2 separate regions of the Mustela erminea genome follow, and region 1 is linked to region 2. Evidence: chromatin contacts called from public Hi-C data. All regions are on one chromosome and are shown on one strand. Each heading gives the region's core, a stretch centred on a gene start, on an enhancer-like site or on the middle of the called end of the contact. The rest is flanking DNA. Distances are from core to core; before and after follow the strand shown.

The links. A called contact is a pair of places that touch in the nucleus more often than the background predicts.
Region 1: a Hi-C map of fibroblasts shows a contact between it and region 2, with 5 times the contacts expected there. The contact joins the enhancer-like site here to the promoter of UBR5 in region 2. A contact is called at or near these places in 2 of 3 Hi-C or Micro-C datasets (fibroblasts and spleen).

What each region holds. Positions count from the first base shown.
Region 1 is chr16:50,792,326-50,798,002 of mMusErm1.Pri, reverse strand. No RefSeq gene overlaps it. Among named protein-coding and RNA genes, the nearest start is that of AZIN1, 46 kb to the left of the region's middle. Within about 2 kb of position 1,257, the one cell type or tissue checked has open chromatin away from gene starts, as enhancers often do. A contact at or near this core is called in fibroblasts, where this site is marked.
Region 2 is chr16:50,476,762-50,482,570 of mMusErm1.Pri, reverse strand. UBR5 (E3 ubiquitin-protein ligase UBR5) reads left to right here and starts at 2,466. Exons shown (of 60, transcript XM_032316474.1): 1 at 2,466-2,625. The coding sequence starts at 2,564.

The DNA of each region.
Region 1 (5,677 bases), core at 8-2,507, 320 kb before region 2:
TCTATCACTGGCTTGAAAGGCCAGTTGGCTCTTGGGAAGCAAACAGAAGCCTCACCCTCCCTTCCTGTTGGAAACTTTGGCCTCTGCTACAGAGTGGATGCCTGGGAAACACATTTCAGCTCCAGCCTCAGGGAGTCCAACTGCTCCTGGAGATCTGCCAAGGCCGTGCTCAGGGTTTGCTGGAGTTAGAGAGTCTGAAGGCCAGGAGGCCCCACTATGAGTGTGGGCCTGACCTGGATGCACTCAGCGGTGACATCTGCATCAGGGCTTCTCATGCCTGGCAGCCCAGTGAAAGAATGCTGATGCCTGGGCTCCACCCCAGGCCGAAGAAGTCAGATTTAAGGGAGGGGGCCCACGCACCAAAATTTGTGTTTTGTAAAGCACCCCCAGGTAATTCTGCCCTGCTGCTGGGGTTGAGAAACCCTGAGGGAGACCTAAATAGATAATGAACAAAGGACAGAGGAGGAAAGTACTTGAAATCTGAACAAAAGAGGATTTGCATTAGACACCGACTAATAAAAGCCATCCAAGGCAGGGAGGCTCCAGCAGCTGTGACAGCAGGACTGCGGAATTCTTGGAAGGAATCCATCTGTCTGGGAACTGGCTTGACGCAGTGCCCTGGGGCAGAGGGCGGAACCCTGTGGCTCCAGGTCCCTCTGGGCCACTGTGCCTGTTTCTGAGATCCACATCTGTCTGCTAGGCCAAGCTGCTGCTGCTCTTGGGAGCCTCAGCTTTTCCCGTCCAACTAGATTGCTTGCCATTCCCAGAACTCACCTCGCTCTTCCCGCCTCTAGGTTTTGGTTCCAGGCATTTGTTTCTGTCTGGAATGTCCTTTCTGCATCTGTTCAAATCATTCCTCTTAAAGGTCCCTACCTTAAAGATGCCTAATGCCAGCTCCCCCAGGACCTCTGTATGTGCTTGTTACCCTTGTCCTCCTTCTGCACAAGGTGTGCCCCGTGTTTGCTTCCCTGGCCGGCTTGTATCTGCAGCGTGAGGACCAACAGACTCTTCTGGGCCTCCTCTTCCCCCACCTGTCACTGGGGATGGGAAGCACCTGGGGTAGAAGAGTCTCACATATTTCTTGAATGCTAAAGAATTCGTCCCTGTTCCAGGACAGGGTGGACAGTCACGCAGAGAAATTCTCTCTGCTCATGCGCCTTCCTGAAGCTCTCTGGTCCCTCTGTTGCATCTCTGAGAGCACAGGGCCTTGTGGTTAGCCAGCAGTGACAGGAAAGCGCCGGGGCCAGGCCTTGACCCAGCACGTGGGAGCTACAGCACCAGGGCAGAGGCCGCTGGGGGCGGGGGCGGGGCGGGTACCAAGAGTGAAACCGGGACTGCGGGCGTCCTGGCCCTGGAAGCTGGTACGGTCTCTTCCCAGACACACCGCAAGTCTTAAAGGGAGGGGGAAGAGCCCCACGACCTCGGGCGCCCCCGAGGCCAGCGCTGGCGTCTGGGACCCGTGCTCTCCCGATAGCTGGGCGCGGGGGCGTGTGCGACACGGCCGGGGTTGGGGGAGCCTCCCGCGGCCCTCACCCCCACCTCACCCCGGCGGCGGCCCGCGAGGCACAGCACGACTGTGAAAGGGGGGCGGGTAGGGCCCTGACGCGGCGCGCCGGCTGCTGGGGGGCGGGGACTGGTTCCCTCCCCCGTCGCCTGTCGTCGGCCCCGCGCTTCAGGCGACCCCGGCAGCTGCCAGCCGGCCCCAGCGCCCCCTCCGCGGCCGCCTTCTTGGGGTTTTCCGGCTGCGCGCGCCTCAGACGACCTCGGCCGCCGCCCGCCAAGGGCCTCTCCCCTCCCCCACCCCCCAGCCTCCCGGGCGGAGCGGCAGGACTTTGTGATGAGTCAGCGGGAGCCCGGGAGCCTCTGGCCGCCCCGGGCATCTGCTCCGGTGACGCACCGTGACTCACGGGCGCCCGGGCCGCCGCAGCCGCCGCCGCCGAGCGCGCCGCACAGCCCCCCGCCGCGGCCGGGCGCCCCCGGGCCGGCTGCCCCGCGCCTCCCCTCCCCTCCCCGCCCCGCGCTCCCGCCCGCTCTCCCCTGGCCCGGCTCCAAGCTGACATCAGACGCTGGCCGCCCGGCCACCCTCTGAGTCAACAGTTTCCGAAGCGGAGCCCGCTGCCAGGGGCGGAGAAAGCGCTGCCTCCGGGGGAGGCGGTGGCGGGGGGGTGGGGGGGAGCGGCCCCGGTCTGGCAGCCGCGGGAGGGCGGAGGTGGGTGGGGACGGGCGCAGCTCTTTACAAGAAGTCACGGTGGGGTGGGGGGTAGGGGCGAAAGAGGGTGAAAACCACCCTGCGGTGCTGCGGGGGCGGGGAGGAAGCCTGCCGCCCCAGAGCCACGTGCTGAAGCCGGCGCGGGGTGGGTGGCGGCCGGCCCCGAGCCGCTCCCGGAAGAGGGGCTTGCTGAGAAAGGCCGCCGGGCAACTTGCGGGGGTGGGGGGGACCCCCGGGTGGACATCCTCGGCCCCGGGGCACGGTGTATCTTAAGTAGAAGGGCCAGTTCCCTTCGATGGGGGCAGCTCTGGCCCAGCGAAGAAATGCACTGCCTTAACCTAATTTCCTTCCCTGACCGCGGTGGGATGGAGTGGAGGCTGCAGACCACCGCCCCTCCCCCACCCCGCACCCTTCCAAGGGGATGTAGGTCCTAGAGTTTCCAGAACCTCAGTAAGTAGAGGGTGGGTGGCGGCTGAGTGAAGCCCATGGTGGTAGGAAGATGGAAGGACGCTGCATAAAAAGAGGAAAGAAGTAGTTTAAGAGCAGGTGATTTCTTACGACCTGAGAATTTAGGCCGAAGCCTCCTGAAGGCAGAAGGTGGGCTTTTTGCAGGCAGTAATGAGACACGTGAAGGAGTCTGGGCCCTGTTCAGTAACCACTTGGAGAAGCTGCATCCTGTGGTTCTAGGAAGCTCAAGGAGGGCAAAAGCAGCCTTTAAAAAGCACCCACCTGCCGTGGCCTAAGAGGCACCCGGAAGTTGCTTTGGCCCTGATAGGCTTCCCCGCCCTGTGGCTGACAGGAGGGAAGGCAGAGGAGCCAGGACAGCAGGGCAGCAGACAGTTTCTTCCACTCCTACCCCATCCCACCTCACCCCGCCATCCTGGGCCTTGTGTGGTGGTCGTTCCCAGAAGCTGGTGGGCGGCATCAGTGGCAGTTATTCTGGGAGCTAAGGCCAGGTGCCGGAGGGGGGCTGCGGCCCGCCAGGATGAGCAAGACACAACTGTCCTTGGTGGGCCTCCAGCTGGATTTCATTCTAGGGCTCTTTCCGGGATTTAACTCGCTGTTCTTTCCAAAGCCACCGCTCAACAAGTGATGCCAGCCGGGGGAGGGGGGTGTCCGTGTCTCATCTTGCAGGCAGAAGTAGCACAACAGCTGGGTGAACAAAACCCACCCGGATCTGTCCAGAGCTATTTGTCAGTACAGCCTCGACAGGGACCATGTGAGCTGCTTCTCGCCCCATATGACCCTCATTCCAGCTCACGTAGAGCGGGAGCTCCTGGCCCCCTTCTCCTTGGGCAGCCTTTTCCCGAGTGTGCGGGTGGGCGGCTCATCTCTGCCAATCCAGTCCAACTCAAAATAGCACTGAACCAGACTTCTGGGAAGCTCTGTGCTACAGGCCTCTGCAGAAAAGAGTTAAAAATGATCCTTTTGGGAAATCAAGGGGTGTAATTTGCTGAGATGGGTCAGGATGCAGAGGCCTGTGACATCGGAGGGCAGAAAGAGTGACCAGGGTTTGGGTATGGAAAGTGTTGGTGACATCGGAGGGCAGAAAGAGTGATCAGGGTTTGGGTATGGAAAGTATTGGTGATGGAAGGTCCGGGGCCCTGTGTGGTTGCCCTTTGGGTAAGCTGGGGGCTGGACCAGTGGAGATTATCTTGGGAGCCAAGGCCAGGTGCAGGAGGAGGGCTGGTACCGGATATTTAAGCCACAAACGCTGCCACCCCCAACTTCCACATTTTTTGTTTTTTTTCCAGGCTGAGAACTGCCTTGGTAAGGGTTACCTTCTCTAGCATTTCACATTTTGATTTCTCATATTTCTGGTTTGGGCCCAGTTCAGTTGCCATCTTCTTTGGGAAGCTCCTTTCTCCTGCTCCACTGTCTGAGTGCACCCAGCCCATGCATTCAAGTAACTCTTACTTCGCTTTGTATGGCCTCAGAGGTTTTGCTGAATTCAACTTCCCTCTCCACCCAGAGGCCCCCTGGGAGGCCCAGAGTTTCATCTTTGCAGCTCCCCCCTTGGTAGAGCTCCTGAGGAAATGAATTAGCTGTCAACTCTGCCCCGCTCTGCCCCATGCGTGGCCTCATAGGCTTCCTTTGTGTCTGACTGGGCTTCCTGCTTGCTGTCTCTACTTCCATGAGAGCCTTATCTCGGGTATTGGCCCAGCCTGCTCCTTGCTTGATGGTTTAGCCCAGCCCCAGGGCCCCAGGTTCATCCTCCTCGCTGATTCCAGAGGCCACTCAGCAGAAAGTCTTTGCTCCTTCCCTTAGCAGTTGGAACGAGGGCATAGGGTCAATGGAATTTAAGTGGAACTCACTAAAGCTAGCCCATTGTGTGTACATCCACACTCAAGAAGACAGATGGACTTCATTAAAGCTAACATATCATGTATAAATACATTCATACAAAATACAAAAAATATTAGGGGCTGTCTCTCTCCCCCCCCCCCCCCCCACCGAGGGGCTAGGCTTCTTCACAAAACTTTTTCAAAGACCATTAAATGTAAGATTCCTCGTATGCATTTAGAGGGGTTACTTTTTTTTTTTTTTTTTTTTGCAACTTTGGGGGAAAAGATATGTTGAAAGTAGATATAAGATCAAGAGATGAATTAGCAGAGGTTAGACTATTTTCAGGGATCATGTAACAAAATTCTCTATTACTGCAGATACCAGAAAATTTGGACATGAAACTGAGCTAACTTAGAAATATCTGCCTCCAAAAGTTTGGCATAACTCCTCAAAACATCCGGCATCTGTGATAAGTGATAGCATTTATCACTCCACTGAGAAGTGAAGCTCCTCTAAGGCATCTTTGGGCACGTAATAGAGCAGAGAGCCCAGGACACTGTAGGAAAATCTTGGTTCTACCTCTGCCTAAGACACGGCTGAGCTCTGTGACCTTGGGCCACCTGCTGATCTGCCTGAGCCTGGGTTTTACCTCTCCATAAAATAGAGATCATTGCATCCACATCTTAGTGCCCTTGTGAGGACCAGAAGAAGGAAGAGCCATTCAGTAAAGGGTGCTCAATAAGGAGCAGCTTCAAGTGTTTTAGACTTTCTGACTGTAGGGGTAAAACCCTCCTGATATAATTTTCTTCCTGTGTATGATTTTCTCCATTGGGGATTCTTTAGGTCCAGGTTCTGTCCACGGTCAAGAAGGTCTGTTTAAGGGAGAAATGAGCTCTTTTTCAGAAGCCACTGGAGGAAAGAAAGACCAACATTTCTAGAGAGGTAAAGAATGTAATAGCAGTGTAATCTACCAACCAGTCCTGGGTTAAGGATCTGAGAGAAACTGATCACGACTCAGTCTGAGGCCTATCAGTGACAAAGATGACCTTTGCCCAGACACTAGGCCTGACTGAGCTGCTGAACAAGGTTTTAATCCAGGAAGTGTTGAAAGAGCCTAATAAATAACCTACTCCATTCAGTCAAATCCAAGCGTTTGAAGAAAAATGCAAAGTTTGGTTTTTT
Region 2 (5,809 bases), core at 1,217-3,716:
AAAATGGTCATCAAAGATCAAATGTGCAGTTTGAATGGGCTGCCTAGAGTGAGAAGACTGGCCTTCAACCAGGACAGAAAGTCTCAGAACTTGGAAAGTAGGAGTGGATAAATCAAGCAAACAGGGTGCAATCACAATGAAAAGGAAGAAAAACAAATTTGGAAGAAAGAAGTAATAGATGGGTATGGTATGGAGTTTGTTCAGAGACAGATATAAATAAGTTTAAGCTAGATATTCTGTTTTCCATGAACATTCTTTAAAGTTCAGCTTAAATGACTTTTCTTAACTGTCTTGGCTTGAATCACTTCCTTTGTTAACTTCTATAGCACTCTTATTGCATTTGTCATATCACATTTTTCCTATGGCTTTGAATAATCTGCCCCTTTTAATTATTAACTAGATGGCAGCTGTGGTGAAGTGGAAAGAGCAACGTAATCAGAGTTAGATGACCTGGGTTTCAGTCTCATCTTCAACACTTACCTAAAGTGCTTGAGCCTCAGTGTTGTCATCTATATAATGGGGATAATATTAATTACCCATAGCATGATTTGAGTATCAGAACACGTAAGTGTATCAAGTGGCACATACTGAGCACCGTTGACACATGAAAGCGTGCATTTGCTGAGTCTACCTAGTGTTATGAACTGCTCCAGGTGCTTGATAAATTTATCTTATTTAGACCTCACCATAACCCTCTGTAGATCTGTAACTATGGCATATTTTACAAAGGAGAAAAAAGACATTATGATAGGCCAAAAAATTTAATCAAGGTCACGTAGTTAAGTAGCAGAAGCAGGACAGAAATCCAGTTCTGTCTGGCTCTAAAACTAGCAGTGTCCATTGGTCTACCCTGCTTCCCTGTGGCTTTGGAGGACTAAAAACCAGCCTTGAAATCACTTTTTAGTCTAAACTAATCTGGGCCAATTTTGGAGCTGGTGACCTACAAAACTGTTCCATTATCTGTCTCAAGGGGGTAACTACTCTATCCTCATTTATAAATAAATGTTCATATATTTCGCTCAAAAGAACTTCCTAAGCAAAAGTGTGTGTGCGCGTATGTGATGCAGTAACAGGAGAAAAGCGATATTTAACATTAAGAATGTTTCCCAGGACCCCTGATTTAACGAATATCCACACAAACTGGAGAAGCAGCTTAGTTTTCACCCTTTGCCTTGAAAGGGGTACTTGATTTTTTGAAGGAGCCATGGAAGCCTTGAGAAGAAAGCTGGGAACTGGTTCCCTAGAAAAAAGGAGTTCTTAGAAAAAGGATCCATTCAAGAATTTGCCGTTTTGATCCAACTGATGATGAGTTGAAGAACGTCTTTGTAGGAGAGATATTATCATCTTTCATTTAGAAGTAGTTTAAAACCCCCATGAATCATTTAAATCAGGAAATTAGTGGAAATTTCCACATTTTGTCTTTGTACGGGTATGTGATGGTGTTGCTGGGGACTCTGGGGAGAGTAGGGTGATTAAAGAAGTTGCTGCAAAGTCAGCTCTCTCTGATCCTACGATAGGACCTTCTGGAAAGGTCCTTACATAACTACCTTACTTCTCCAATAAAAGGCTGTGTTTTCTTGCCCCTTCAGTGATTTTGCACTTCTACTTTAAATCTAACTGCGGGTGAAGGGCGAGAAACAACAACAAAAACCCCCTAAAGATCCGCAGAATAATTAGGGCTGCCCCAGGGAAATCAGAGCGAGAAGCGCAGGAGCCCCTCTTCCTTCCACCTCTCCGGGGACACACACTTAGCCTCCCTCCCAGACTTCTTCCCCGCCCCAGTGAGCTCCCCTCCGCCTCCTCCTTCCCTAACACGTGCTCTCCGGAACACTCACTCGGGAGCTATCCCACCTCCCGGGGGGCTGGGCTCGGGGCCGAACGGACCAATCCGCACGCGCCTTACAGCGCCGTGGCCCGACAACGTTGAGCCGCCCAATCGAAAGGGCCTTACCGCCCGTTTCCCGGAGCCCCGCCCCCTTCGCAGCCGTGCCCCCGCCCGCCGGTCTCCTCCCTCCTTCTCCTCCTCCCGTTCGCCCCTCCCCCGCCGCTCGGGAGCGGAGCCTGCGAGACGGAGAAACTGGGGCAGAAGTGAAGATGGCGGCGGCGGTGCTGGCGGCGGCGGCGGCTTCTCGCCAGTGACGCGCGGTGCGGGCTAATCTCCCTCCCCACCTCCCTAGTCCGGACCCCGTCCGCCGCCGGGACCACACCGTCCCCGCAGCCCGCCCCTCTCCTCCCTCCCCAGTCGCCCCCTCTCCCGACGCCTGGCCGCCGCTGGCGGCGGCGCGCCCCGGGTCCCGGCCGCCGGCCTCGCACTCCTGCGCGCTGTCGCGGGGGGAGCGGGTGGCGTGTTGATCCGCCCCTGCCGGCCCCGCCGGACCGCCGGGCCGCGGACACACGCCCGGCAGGGAGGCGGCGGCGGCCCCTGCGCATTTGCTTCCCTCCATTTGGGGACTGGGAGGCGGCGGCGGCGGCAGTGGGTTTTGGGGAGGGGAAGGGTGTTCGGGGGGGGGTGGGCGAGAGCGGGAGGGGGCAGTCCTCGGGAGGAGGACGAGAAGGAAGCACCATGACGTCCATCCATTTCGTGGTTCACCCGCTGCCGGGCACCGAGGACCAGCTCAATGACAGGTAATAGGGCCGGCGGGCGGGCGGGCGGGGGGAAGGGCGCCTCCCCGCCCTCCCCTCCCCCACGGGGCCGCGCCGGGGCGGGCGCCCGTGTTTACGCGCCGGCCGGCCGGGTGGGGGGGGTCCTCACTGCCCCCGGCTAGGCCCCTTCCGGGGCAAACTTCTGGTCCCGGGGGTCCGGGGCCGCGGGGGGAGCGCGTTGTAGACGGTGCCCGCGATGTAGACGGGGAAGCGCGCTGCAACCTCCTCCTTCCCCCTGCACCCCCCACTCCAGTCTCCCTCCGAGGAGCCGCGCTGAACTCGGTGGAGATGGGGGGGAGATTCGGCTCCGGAGGGGGGGCGGGCTGTAATTACCGCCCGGCCCAGGCCCGAGGAATCCATATTAGTCAAAGTTGAATTGAGACAGACAATGCGGATGGGGGATGGTGGAGGTAAAAAGAGAGGGAAGAGGAGAAGCGGGGCGAGAGGCCCCGGGGTAGACCGGGCTCGCCCGGGCCCCCGGGAGCTGTGTCCGGTGGGGTGGTCTGGACCTGCCAAGCCTGGAGATCCCGGGGGATGGGGAGGCTGATTCCCGGCAGATCGCGTGGGGTGGGGGGAGGAAGCGCCATGATTATTGTTATTATTATTAAATTTGAGCTCCTGCAGTGAGGTTTGTCTGCCCGGGGAGTGGATGAATTCAGGCGGGGGTGGGGAAGTGGATTGGATTCCCTTTGCTCTCCTTCTTCCGAAACGGGGCTAGTGTGCTCCCTCTCCCAGCCCCTATGGTGCGAGCTTTTTTTGTTTCCTTTTTTATTCTAATGATAGTGTTTTCCTGAGTTGTAATTTGACAGCTGAAAACCGTGCGTAGAGTCAAAGGAAAACTCTTAGGTTTGCAGTTCGCAATGCTGCTTTCTTAACAAGCTGTAAATTTCTGGGATGGGTTTGCAGTGGGCGGAGGAGGAATTATGGTGTTGTGTTTTTTGTTTTTGTTTTTGTCGTCTTTAATAAGAAGGCTATTTTAGCTGTGGATTCCTCCCTTTGCCTCCACCGTTCCCTGCCAGTTTAGGGTATTGAATTGCAGGGCCGCATGCTCTCAGGGAACTAAGATAAAGCAGGAAAAGTTCCTTCACTGTTGCAAAACAGGGACTCGGAGAAGGTTGAGGGAGGCCTCCATTAAAGTAAGTCTTAGAATTTAGGACTCTGATCTAATGATGGTCTGAATATTTACGGGGCCAGAAAGTGGGGCATTTTAAGCCTCCTTCTCCCCCAGTGATATAGCTGCTTTCTATTTCTTTTGAGTATGAATGGCCATCTGGACCCAAGATAAGAAGTTAGATATGATTTTTACTAAGTGACCGGGTGACATAAGTTGCATGACGCCGTTTGTCATGCGCTTCCCGGAGGGAGGAAGAGGCCTAACTTGCTAAGATACTGGCCTGTGTCTCCCGAGTATCTAACCGCCTCAGGTGGGGCGAAAGCTGGCGGCTCAGGTTGTGGCACTGGGTTCTGATTTGTCCAATCTTTGCTGTAGCTATAGTGTATTTAACATGTTAGTGTTTGAACATTTTGCAATACTTTCTGAAAGTACTGAAATAAGTTTTGTCATATATTTTAACATTTTGTTATGTGATTTTTACTCTGATTTTTATTTCATTAGAGATGGAGATCTCTGAGACTTTGAAATAAGGTTATTTTTGTAAGTTTTAGAACCAGGCTCTTCTTGAGGATAGCTCTGCTGTCACTCATAGAACCGAGTTAGTAGTGCTTGTCCTGGAACGTGTCTTGTAACTTAGAAAACTGCACCAGGCAGGAGAGAGGTAGGCCACGTTTTCTGTATTAGTCCTATTTTATATATACCAAGAATTCTGACCAGCTTACTCAGTTGACTCTGTCTGCCAAAACCTATTTTGCCAGTTGTCTTGGGCACTCTGATTCATTTTTGAACATTCATTTTACTTCAGCTAGTCTGGGGAATTTACAAGTAATGGATCCTTTTTTAAGCTACCTTTTTTGTCATTCCTGATGTAAAGAAGTAATCAGTTTTGGTTTTGATTCCTGTAGTGTGAGTAGACAATATGAGGACTATTTAAAGCATCTTTGAGTTTTTATGAAACAGAAGTGGATTTGATTCATATTATAAAATGTGCACATCAGGGTGGCAGACATGTGAGAAGATAGAAAGCACTGAGGGTAAGATTTTGGGGACATAGAGTTGAGCGGGTAGAATGGTCTGTGGAGATCTGTGAGGACAGCATTTGAGACACCCATGCACCCTGTTCTGATGTAACTGACTCCCGGTGGAGCTGTTCTGTGTCTGCTCTTCAGAGGGAAAGATCCTCTTTGCAGACCTCCTTGCAGAGTTACCAGATCAAGCTTTTGCTGCAAAAATCTGTTTACAAAACAGACTGGCTTTCTAGAGCCTTTTAACTAGAACAAGAAGCCCAGAACATTTTCATCTTCAGATCAAAAACTTTTTACCAAGATGTAGTAAGTTTTGGTAATCAGAAAGAGTGTGCCACTATAGCTTGACTTTTATATGAAATATGTGTCTACATCAGGAATGAAATGATAAATGATTTTTGGGGGGATAAAAAAGGGTTTAAATAAGTGGACTTTATTCTTGCATGAAAAGCAGTAAGATTGGCCGGGCAGTATGGTACTGCAAATAAATTGGTGAGTCAAAGAAAATGGAGGGGACCCCAAAACATCGATATTTTCTTCTCCAAATAAGTTTTCATTTTGAAATAGCCATATCCTGTAAAAAGTCAGATATTTTGTTCAGTGTAATGATGTGATGTCTCTAATACCTCAAATATACTCAGTAGAGCAAAAGTTTATGTGATTTCTTTTTTCTTTGTGTTTTCAGACTTGCTAATTCTGTTAATAGTCTTTCTGTATTGGGTTAAAATTTTTAATCATTACATTGGGAGACCAAATAATAAATGCAGTTGGTGAATGTAGGTGGGGGTGGCTAGGGCAGAGGAGAGTAGTTCAGAGCCTAGGATGTTGGTTGTGGCTTCCCAGGATGATTACAAGGTCCCTAGTGCCCAGTGGCTGGCCCTATGCAAATATTCACTGTGGTGAATTGAAACCATCCTGCTCAGATACTTTAGTGACATTTTGATTTTCTTTCTAGTGAATTTCTTGAGTTAGTACTATGTTCCTGCTTGAATCATTCATTGTCTCAGAGAAACAGCAAAAGAACATC